3 separate regions of the Sus scrofa genome follow, and all the other regions are linked to region 2. A link is a contact called in public Hi-C and promoter capture Hi-C data. All regions are on one chromosome and are shown on one strand. Each heading gives the region's core, a stretch centred on a gene start, on an enhancer-like site or on the middle of the called end of the contact. The rest is flanking DNA. Distances are from core to core; before and after follow the strand shown.

Evidence for each region. Promoter capture Hi-C pulls out the DNA fragments that hold promoters and counts their contacts. A called contact is a pair of places that touch in the nucleus more often than the background predicts.
Region 1: a Hi-C map of skeletal muscle shows a contact between it and region 2, with 5 times the contacts expected there. The contact joins the enhancer-like site here to the promoter of PRICKLE1 in region 2. A contact is called at or near these places in 6 of 47 Hi-C or Micro-C datasets (embryonic fibroblasts, fetal skeletal muscle, heart right ventricle and 2 more).
Region 3: a promoter capture Hi-C map of liver shows a contact between it and region 2, with 2.6 times the contacts expected there. The contact joins the promoter of GXYLT1 here to the promoter of PRICKLE1 in region 2. A contact is called at or near these places in 1 of 5 promoter capture datasets (liver) and 4 of 47 Hi-C or Micro-C datasets (embryonic fibroblasts, fetal heart ventricle and subcutaneous adipose tissue).

The regions. Positions count from the first base shown.
Region 1 is chr5:74,285,631-74,289,251 of Sscrofa11.1, forward strand. No RefSeq gene overlaps it. Among named protein-coding and RNA genes, the nearest start is that of ADAMTS20, 390 kb to the right of the region's middle. Within about 2 kb of position 1,656, at least 9 of the 83 cell types and tissues checked have an H3K27ac peak or open chromatin away from gene starts, as enhancers often do. A contact at or near this core is called in fetal skeletal muscle and skeletal muscle, where this site is marked.
Region 2 is chr5:73,825,212-73,828,850 of Sscrofa11.1, forward strand. It overlaps PRICKLE1 (prickle-like protein 1), which reads right to left and starts at 1,318. Exons shown (of 8, transcript XM_021092560.1): 1 at 1,072-1,318.
Region 3 is chr5:73,406,716-73,410,224 of Sscrofa11.1, forward strand. GXYLT1 (glucoside xylosyltransferase 1) reads right to left here and starts at 1,595. Exons shown (of 10, transcript XR_002344161.1): 1 at 1,293-1,595.

The DNA.
Region 1 (3,621 bases), core at 406-2,905, 460 kb after region 2:
ATTCTCAATATCATCTATACTCACCTTCTTGTCCACACTGTGTGGGGCAGAAAGTGTTTTGAAGTTATCTAGGCTTTTATGAAATCTATAAGCAGCTGACTCCACAAAATCTGGGAGAAAACTCAATAGAATCTTTCTTTCTGGAGACAGTCCCTGTTTTCGATGTGACCAAAAATGTTGTTAAAAAACAACTTTCTTTGGAAGCAGTCTCCACAAAAGTTCTTTTACTTTCCTCTTACCTCTTGCCAATTCAGGAAAAATAGCTCCAGATTCAAGTCTTAAACTGAGGCCTGATGAAAAACTATGTGATTTTAAGAATTCGATAGCTGCAGAAATGGTCCCTCAAGGCATGAACCTAACTGCAATATATACTGATAATGAAAATAGGAAACTTGGAAAGAGCGTGGAAAATAAGCCTGCTTCAAGATTGAAGATGGTCTAAAGATGCCCTCTGCTTCACAGTTTAAGTAGCAATTATAAAAAGCACCTGCTTCAATAGAGAGCAGACTTGTGGTTGCCAAGAGGGAGAGGGGAGGAAGTGGGATGGACTGGGAGTTTGGAGCTGGTGCATCGAATTATTGTATTTAGAAAGGATAAACAATAAGATCCTCCTGTAGAGCACAGGGAACTACCTCCAGTCTCCTGGAAAGGACCATGATGGAAGAGAGTATGAGAAAAAGAATGTATGTATACATGCATGACTGGATCACTATGCTGTGCAGCAGAAATGGACAAAATGCTGTAAATCAACTGTAATAAAATTAAAATAAAATAATGTTCAGAAGAAAGGTCTCTGCTTATTTCGTGGACAGATACAGATAGTTTTCACCTTTCACCAGTTCATTCTGGGGGGCCTGCTTGTCACCAGACCTCTTATGGGACATTGACTCATAAAGGCTCAGATTTCATTTTTCACCAACCAGAGCTACTTTCCCTCACATCCATTGCTCATGCATAATCAGGATGTAACACAAGACCAGCCAGCCTTGGCCTTGCAGCCGTGCTCCGTTAAGTTGCATTTGTAACAAACACGTGGTATCTGAAAGTGGGGACTGTCTTTAATGTCAGCAAGTCGATGATGGGGAGGAAAAAAGCGTCTGCATTCTCAGAGAGGATAACATTATCTTGAGGCTAAGTTTGCTTGGAATGTCAGTAGCCAGTCTGAACAAAGAATTCCTTGTGTGGCGAGAACGCCTCTTGAATTTATTTTTTCCATTGAAGAACTGAATTGAAGATGATAATCTCTGGGGAGAAAACAGAGTCAAGCCACACTTTAGATCACTGGTATTTACAACGAATCAGATTTTTATTTTTCCTGGCGACCCGAGTGGCAGGTATATATGCCATTTTGATTCAATTATCTGCTTTCAGCATTTTTCCCATACCACCAATTTAGGCAGTCTAGACAGTGTGGTTGCTCTCTGGCAAGTGGGCTTCTTTCTGGCAACCGGCTTCTTTTGGATCATTGAAGAAGTCTCAGCAGACCTGCATAGCTCTTCCCACATGTTTCTTTTGCCAATATATTTCAATATCTATGAGACCATCATAAATTAATACATCTGTATCATATTAATACTACATTAGAGCAATGCAGCAGTAACACGATCCAACAGAAACATTGCTCAACCCCTAAGACTTTCACATGGCTCCACAGGACCAAAACCATTACTGTCAAGTCCAGCTCACAGACCTTACGTCGGGGTAAAGGCAAAATAGACACTGTCCTGGGTGCCTCTAAGTTGTATAAACTGTCTTGTTATCGACACCAACACTGCTGTCCAGAGATAAGGAAAGCAGACACTCAGATTGGTTACTCTGTGAGCTCAGCCTTGTTTATAACCCTAAGCACTCTCCTCTTTAGCGTTATTGGTTTGTCATTCTCCGGGTAATTGTTCATAAATCATTGCTTAAATTGCTCACGATTCCAACGTTTCTTGCCAAAAAGTCTTTCACTGCATGCTTGATAGATTTTTCCAAAATAGTTTACTCACAAGACACTTGGATTTCAATTTTTGTAAATGATAGGAAAAAACATAAAGCGGAAAACAATGAAGATCTTACCTAACAGCCCCATTTGCTGGATATGATTTTTATTTTCCAAGTGTATAACACAGATACATAAATCTTAGCCAGACCCTTTCTCCCTAACCGCATTCCTAAATATGTATTTTCTATCTAGTCTGGTCTAAACACATTACATTTCTTTTCTAAGGAAGTTGAGTCTTTTTGCAAAAGTTTCCAAAGAAAGAAATATAATGATTTTGGGGGTTAATTAAGTCCATTATTTTCTAAAAACTTTATAAGGACTAACCCTTTATGCTGCATTGAAAATCGCTGTCCTGTACTTTTACCACCATAAATAAAAATCAAAAACAGCTGCTTACCTCTGCCTATGCCTTTTCACATCCTTGAAGTATGTTGGTAGGTTTGCCCCTTCATATTTCTGTACCAAATAGATCTTGTTCCCGTGACCTTTCTTCAGAGAGGCAATTTTCCAACCATTTAATCATTTTCATTGCTCTTCTTTGGCTCTGCTCCAAATTCTCTTTCCTTGGGTGGGCCCCCGGTGGTCAGGGTGTTGCCTTATAGACTCCAAAGCAGTGCTGACCGAATGGGAAGTTACTTTGTGGGAGGTTCATAGCATGAGCCTGATGTCATTCTGTCCACGTGGCTATACCTTGCTTTATGCAATCCAAATCCCACTATATGACAGCCTAGAAAGAATTTTAAAATAAACTTTGCAAGAAGATTCTCCATAGGATACCTTCTAGAAAAATACTCTAATATATTTAAAATAAGATTTGTGGAGTTCCCATTGTTGCTCCAGTGGATTAAGCAACTGACATTGTCCTCTTGAGGATGTGGTTTCCATCTCTGGCCTCGCTCAGTGGGTTAAGGCTCTGGCATTGCCGCAAGTTGCAGTGTGGGTTGCAGATGTGTCTTGGATTTGGTGTGGCTGTGGCTGTGTGGTAAGCCTGTAGCTGTGGCTCTAATTCGACCCCTAGCCTGGAAACAGCCATGTGCTGCAGGTGCAGCCATAAAAAGAAAAAAATAAAAATAAAAATGAAGAAATAAATAAACAGAATAGAATTTGTTTTTCAAAATCTATGTCTCTACAACTCTTCTGAGAATATCATGTGAGATAAAGTATACAATATCCATCTACTCCTTCACTCATTCTCTCATTTATTCAAGAACATTTGTCAAATGCCCAGAAAATTCTGATAGCTACCAGGGATGGAGAAATGAATAACTTAGCTCACCCAGTTTAGCTCCATACCTTGAAGAGCATGCAGCCCAGAAATGTAGAACAAATGGTTTTGCCTTTGGAATAAATCACCCCTGTGTGGAAATTGTGGTCCACTATGTACTAGCAGCAAATCATCATCATCACATACTTGCTTTCTTTAAACCCTAATTTCCTCATCTTTAAAATGAGCATAGTGGTAATTTCTATCTCACAGGGGATGGCAAAGTTTAAATAGAAACATACAGGAATAGTATGACGACAGTTTGTTCTTATATTCCAGAGCCTTTCTTATAGCAGACAATTTTATTTATCAACCAAATTAATAAATAAAAGAATAAATTGGTAAAACATATTTGAAAGCTGATTATTAT
Region 2 (3,639 bases), core at 68-2,567:
TTCAAATTGGGAGGTCGGCAAAACTGTACCGCAGGCACACACAGAATTTCATTACCTACACCCTGTCCTTCATAAAAGCCATAGGAAAAGCCACATATATACCCACGCTTTTTATAGCACAGATGCATCTGAACTCCTCCGGAGAGGCAGGAGCCTCACAGGCTCTTCTCCTTTAGGCAGTTCCCGTGCTGGCTTCCTCACCTTGCTCAGGGCCACAACAGCTGCTTCCCATACTCTTCAAAATCAGCAACCAAACGTGTTTGGCTTGTGATTCTGAGTCCTCCTTAGGCAAGCTGGAACTCTGCGGAGCCAGCCATCCTTCCCCCACCCCCACCTCCTTCTTCAGCCTCCCCAAGACAATCTGTGGACAATTTTCCCAAAGTCCCCAGAATAACACCGCACTGCCAATAGTCGCCGGCGATGCCGTTTGTTTTTCTTAGAGGGCAATGTAAATTTAACAGCTTTCTGCTGCATCCTGAGTCCCGGTCCTGCTAATTATTAACATGCCTGATTTCTTCAACTTTTTCTCCCTAAAGGGAAGAAGACGCTCCCATTCTTTCCCATATCCGTGTTACATTCAGAAAACACCACTGCTGGGGCGGGAGGGGAGCGGGGAGCTGGTGCACCCCAGCCAAAAAGCAATCGGTCCTTTCCCCCAGAGCCTTAGGAGAGAATCCGCACCCTCCCCGCGGACGCCAGTAGGTGACAGGCGATCCTAAGCGGCGGACACAGGCCAACCTTCCTGGCCTCGTTGCGTCCCGCAGAGCCCTAACTCTGGGGCCACTGAGCGGGTTTCCCCGCAGGAGAGAATCAAGAGTTGGTTGTGATGCAGCAAACCGGAGCCGTGCGTGCAGCCTATCCGAAGCCCTCTTGGTACTGCAGCCCCAGTATCTGCTTTCGCTGTCTACACAACCCAACAAACCAATTATACCCATCTCCCCCATTTTCTGCGACACCAACCCAGCCTGGGTGCCAATGACCCCCCGCAATGACGCGGACCTTGCCCGGCCCTTCCCCTGCGCGCTCGCCCCCCACCGCCGCACCCGTAGCCCTTCTGCGGAGCCCACTCACCCGGGCGAGGGAGCCGGACTCGGCTAGACGGTCGTCGGCGCCGCGGCGGGTCTGCGGAGCTGCGGTCCACGGAGTCAGGGGCGGGCGAGGGTGGGCAGGACGCGAACCATCCGGAGCCCGGGACGTGGCTGGGGCGGCCGCGGCGCCCCCGCGGAGGTCAGTGCAGGCAGCGCGAGGCGGGCACGCTCCGGGGCGCGCTGTCGGGCGCGGCGGCCGCGGGAGGCGGCGCTCGCTGGGTTGCAGGCAGAGTGCGCCCCGCAGCCCAGCCCGCGCCGCGCCACCGCGCACCCCGTCCTCGGCCGCGGGCCCGGCGCGAGCGAAAACGCGGAGCGCGGATGCCGCCGCGGGATCCGGGACGCTCGCGCGCCCACGCGCCCCCTGCTCGGCCACGAGAGGCAAGATCTGCTCCCGGCTCCTGCTGCAGAGGGCGCGGGGAGGCCGGGCGTGCAGGACTTGCTTGGCGCAGCGGGAGGGCTGAGCTGGGCGCCAGGGATCTGTTGCACGAAGTTCGCAAGGGCACAACCCAGATTCTCAAGTGCTGTTGGGTCGTCTCCTCTGCCCCGCCCCCCCCCTTTTAAAGGCTTCTTCTTTTTTTTTTTTTTTTTAAACAAACCATTCTGATGGATGGAAAGACAGGAAGGGTGAAAGGGGGGGAAAAGACAAACCCAATTTCCTCTGATCAAACGATTTGGGGGTTGCCTCTTTGGGTTTCTTTTCCTTTGACTTGGGCGGGGGCGGGGAGAGTTAATTAAACTCTTACTTAGATTCCTTCCGGCGCGCGCCTCGCCTTGCTGGGGGCCCGCTTGGACTCGATCCTACCTTGTGTAACCCCCCTCTGGGCTGTCTCCACCTCGGAGCAAGCAACCAAAGATTTGGCTTTTAGTCCGTTCCCTTCCCTCCTAGACGGTGCTGGTCATATCGAAATCTCAAAGTCTGGGTACTGCACAGGAGAACCTCAGCCCATCGCCATGTCCCTGGCCCGATCCAAATTAGCGTGGCGCACTTCAGGTCGTGTTTAAAGCATTAATTTGATCTCGAGGATCATTTTTCATCGGCCTGACTGCTCTCCATGTTTTCAGTCTGCCCAGTTTCCTGGGCTGGGCTCTCAGGCAAAGTCGCTCAGGGTGAATTGGGGCTTAGCTTGTTTGAAAGTTCTACCCTGACATCTGTGTCATCTTAGAACCTCAAAACCCCTCGCTCTTTCCAGCTTCAGATCAGTGGAGTCTCACACCGTGTGGGTACCGTGTCCCCTGGGGTTACAGAGGGCACATCTCTGCGGCAGCCGCTGAGCCCAGCTTGACAGGTGTCTCTGCAAAGCTGGGGCTTCATTGACCTCTCAATCCCTTCCACAACCCTCTAGGACACTGTAACATCTTCCAAAAAGATGAGGATGTGTGGGAGGGGCAGAGGGGATTGATGCATTTTCTATTTCTTTAAGAAAAATCAAAAGAGTCAATTTCAAAAATTTTCAGAATAACGAGTTTCAGTTATCATTGGGAATAAAATAAGGGAATTCTCGACAGATTCAGAGTTGATGTAAAAAAAGGATTAAAGCAATAACATCTAAAGGCAGAGGAAGGGGAAATGTTACAAATCTTGGGGAATGTTTGGCCTCAGCCCTGGGCTCTGTAATTCCAAGTCTGATTCAGATCTCCCTGCACTGTAGAAACTTTCTCCCCTCTAGATTCAGGGCTGAGTTTCTAAACCTCTGATCACAGAGCCCTCAGGAAAGATGAAATAATTCCACTTGTTCCTGGTGTTTGTAACTGATGGGAATCTGGGGGAAACAACCTAGGCTGTCTTGGTCCTCAGCATTTTATTGCAGTTGCCCTTTTAAGTTAGGTCTGTATATCTTGCCAGGGTAACAAATGCTTCTATTAAGCTGTAAAATTTTGGCTTTACCTAAAATCCAGAACTTCTGGGAAGACCAACAAAATGATTTATCCACCCATGGAGGTCATGAAAATCAGTGCTTTTAAGGGCAGAGTCCACTCTCCTCTTAGCATCTATGGGCGGCTGTCTGTTGTCTCAATGGAGACCTTCAAATGAAAGCAGTTTCCCAACAAACTGAATGACACAGTGGAAGAGAATTTGTGGAGGCTGGAATGCAAAACAGTATCGCTGAAGTTCTGTAGCTGCATCTTCATGGGAAAGTACTCTTTGATGGACCAGTGGGCATTTGTAGCAGGCAGAGTTGAGTATGGAGAAGTTCAAGAGGAGGATATTTACGGAACCTGCACTTGAACCTCCCTATCAATTGGAGACAATGCTACTTTCTTACGGTAAGAAATGAATCTGGTATCGGAGGAATTACAGCTCTGCAGTGACCTCACAAAGGTTTTGTCTGTTGAGCACCTGCTGTTTGGTAGCAAACATATCAGGCACTGTAGGGTTTTCACAGTTCTCCCCGAAGAGGATTGTTGCTTCTTTGGACAGTGCACTGGCCAGCATCTTTTGGACCCATTTCAAAGGTGAACACTTGGTCTTCGACCAGCACTCGCAGAATTATTTTGGATGGTATATGTGATAATCTGTGGTCAGAGATGACTGGATTCAAATGTCAGCCCA
Region 3 (3,509 bases), core at 345-2,844, 420 kb before region 2:
TGTTACCCTATCAAGTCGAAATGAGTCCAATTTCACTCAATGTTTTGATTAAAATGTTGCTTCCTTATAATTCTACCCAATGCAAAAATAGTTCCTTCCCCATAACTTTAAATGCTTCACTCCAGCGTAATAGACCATGACCAGCTTTTCATGAGTTTATCCAGATCTTCAGTTATTGCCTCTCCCAGGACAGATAACTGAGCGTTCACAAACCTGGCTCTGGAAGTAGTTCTGCTTTTATGAACAAAGTCCTGACTGTAATCAAACCCCTGGGTGAAATCATGACAATCCAGCTTTTCCATGGGCTCTGCTCCTCTGTTCAAACGTCCCCTTTCATTTTGGGAATGACCATCAACTCTCAGAAGAATGTTAAACAGCCTACAGCTGACCTGCACTCCTCCAACCAACCCGATACTCTCCAATATCAAAGCAGCTTTTGCCTCTTGTTAAGGGAGCTCTCCCGAGTAAGAGAGGCGCCTCTTTTTCAAGGAAGTGGAAACGCTCAGATTTGGTTAAGCATTCGTAATGCGCTGCATTCTTTTTTTCGCTTAAATCTCACGTTGATTTCAACGCTGGCAGTGATTTGCGTAAATCCACTTAAGTCACTATGCTGCTTTTTAAACTCCGATTCTTAAAGAAAGCCACCTCTATCCCAACTCACAAAGGACGTGAGCTTAAGTATCGCTTATTTTTCTTAACTCGCTATAAGTTTCACAATAGACCGATTGTTTCCTAAAGAAAAATTCACAATCCTTATAAAATGCTCTGTCCAGATTTAACTAACCGGCTAATGAAAAATGTAAGCGTTAACAAGAAAATGAGACGTCCCATTCAGGAGGGGGTGGAAACTGAACTAGGGAGTCAGCCCGATGTTTAAATATCTCAACTTGAACGCCATGGAAACAAGAGGGAATTCCCACTAGCCAAACAGCAAGAGGCTTTTGTAGGACCCTCTAATTTTCAATGACTCCTAAGAAGGTGGGGGGGAGATGCAACTATCATTTAAAAGTTGAAAATTAATTTCTAACTGCTTTGAATAGTGCATAACCAATGGGTAAGAAGACAAACACAAAAAGCGTGGGTGCTTTCAGGCTGGAGTAGCGCCAGGCTCACCCCCAGGGTGAGGGGAAGGAGGGAAACGAGCAAAGGGGGTCAGAGTCGGCAGCAAAGAAGCGGGAGACGCGGGCCCGGTGGCGGGAGGCGCGGGACGGCCCCTCGTGCAGCCCCGGCCAAATCGAGACCCGCGACTCGGCGCCCCTCGCCCCAGCCCCCCGACAGGGAACCGCTCGTACCTGTCCGACCGGCCGGGATGCGCCGCCTGGCCCGCGCTGCCCGCCCCTCTTGCGGCGCCGCGCCCGCCGCCCCCGAGCCAGGAAGCCGCTGCGGCCTGCGGCTTCCCGCCACCGCCGCCCGCACCTTCCTCCAGGGACACGGCGAGCTGGCTGAAGGCGTAGAGGAGCGAGCAGAAGCCGCAGGCCAGGCACAGTACCACGAGGCGCAGGTAGCGCCGCATCCCGTCGGGCCCGCGCCGCCACCTCCGCCGTCGCCGCCGCGCCCGCTCGGGCGAACTGGAGCGGAGGGAGCAGCACCGCGCAGCCGCGGGCGCAACAGTTCCTCCTCCGCTGCGGCCTCGCGCCCTCCCCCTTCCTTCTTCCCTCCCCGCCCACCACCTTAGCGAGCGCGCTAACACCCCGCCCCGGAGCCCCGATACTGCCTCCGCCCCGGGCCCCTCCCCAGAGGGCGGGCGGCCAGACGCGCCGGCGCACTGAAAGCGGAGGGCTGGGGGCGCCGGGTGGCTTGGGGCGCGAGGGTTGCGGCTCGCGCAGGGTCCCGGGGTAGTGCAACCCTCCCGGCGGGCGAGTCCGCGGAACCTTGCGGCTCCCAACTGTGGAGGAGAGGTGCAGCGAAACTAGCAGAGCGTTGGAAGCAGCTGACCCAAATTCTAATTATGGTTCTTCCACATGGTAGCTTGGGATGTTGAGCAACCTCAATTTTCCGAGCATGTTTGATCGTCTCTAAAATGGAGAGGATATCCTCATCTTAGGGTGGTTTTAAAGATTAAAGTGCTTAACGCATGATAAACACCTTGGACTGAGAAGGCTCGTCATTAAGTTTTTTGTTTTTTTGGTCTTTTGGGGGCTATGCCTACGTCATTTGGAGGTTCCCAGGCTAGGGGGTCCAATCGGAGGTACTGCTGCCGGCCCGCGCCGCAGCCACAGCAACGCTGGATCCGAGCCGCCTCTGCAACCTGCACCACAGCTCAGGGCATCACTGGATCCTCAGCCCACTGAGTGATGCCAGGGATCGTACACGCGTCCTCAGGGATGCTAGTTGGGTTCCCTAACCGCTGAGCCACGATGCGAACTCTGCATTAAGCCATTTTTTAAGCTCCATCCTCCACAAGCGTTGTCACCCAACATCTAATTACGTCATGATGTTGAGGATGCGTATCCTGCCACCCATCCATGAGGTCCTCCCTTTTGGATCATCCTTATGACTCATTATTTGCATATCCAAAACAATTAATACTCTCCCTAAAGAGCTTTGTCTTTAGCTTTCCTTTTCTTTTCCCTCTTTCTCAGCCGTATTTCCACTCCATTTATTGAGCATTTATGGAGCATCACTCAGTTCCTTTGGGTACAAAGACGTCTAGAAGGGGCATGGGGTGGGACAGTGGATACTTGTAAATAAGTTCAATGCAACCATAAAGACTTTAGGCTATAAGCCTGTAAAGGTGTGGGCACACACACAAAGGAGGTATCAGTTCTATCTGTGGTCTTGGTCAACAGACATTTCATATAAGTTAAAACCAAATACAGAGACCAGACTTAATTCCCTGAGCAGACAAAACCAAAACAAGCAAAGCAATTGAGCTTATTTTACAGGATAAGCAAGGTCAACTTGACCTGGGTAACTTCTTGCTTATGCATCTGAAAATCATAAGCAGAACTTAAATAGTTCCCCCAAATTGATATGAGGTAACCATGAACTGATTCTCTTTCATTCAAGAAAATTCTAGGGGAGGGATGGGCAAATGGGTGAAGGGGGTCAACTGTATGGGGATGAATGATAACTAGACTCAGGTGGTGATTACTTTGCAGCAGATAGATGTTGGATTATAATGCTGTACACCTGAAACATAGAAGAAAGAATATTAAAAAGAAGAGCAGCTGAATAAAATATCCAATGTTTGAAGTTTAAGCCACAAAAAAATAAAATTTTAATTTTAGAATTTTAACCAATCACTGCAAATAATAAATACTGTCTTCACACTATATAGGCTGCTTTACAATATACCTCTGAGCCTCACCCCATATTTCGGTTTGAGTGCTCCAAGTTTGCTAACTGTCTTTTTGGTGTGTACACAATAAACTTTTACTGATAACTACTTTGGTGATTCATTGCTTTTACCTCTGTTATTTTTATGAACTTTTGACTCTAGCCAAAAGTGGCCCTAGAGTCTTGGGTGGGGTAAGGGAAGTAATTCCAGGCTAAAGAATCAGTGAAAC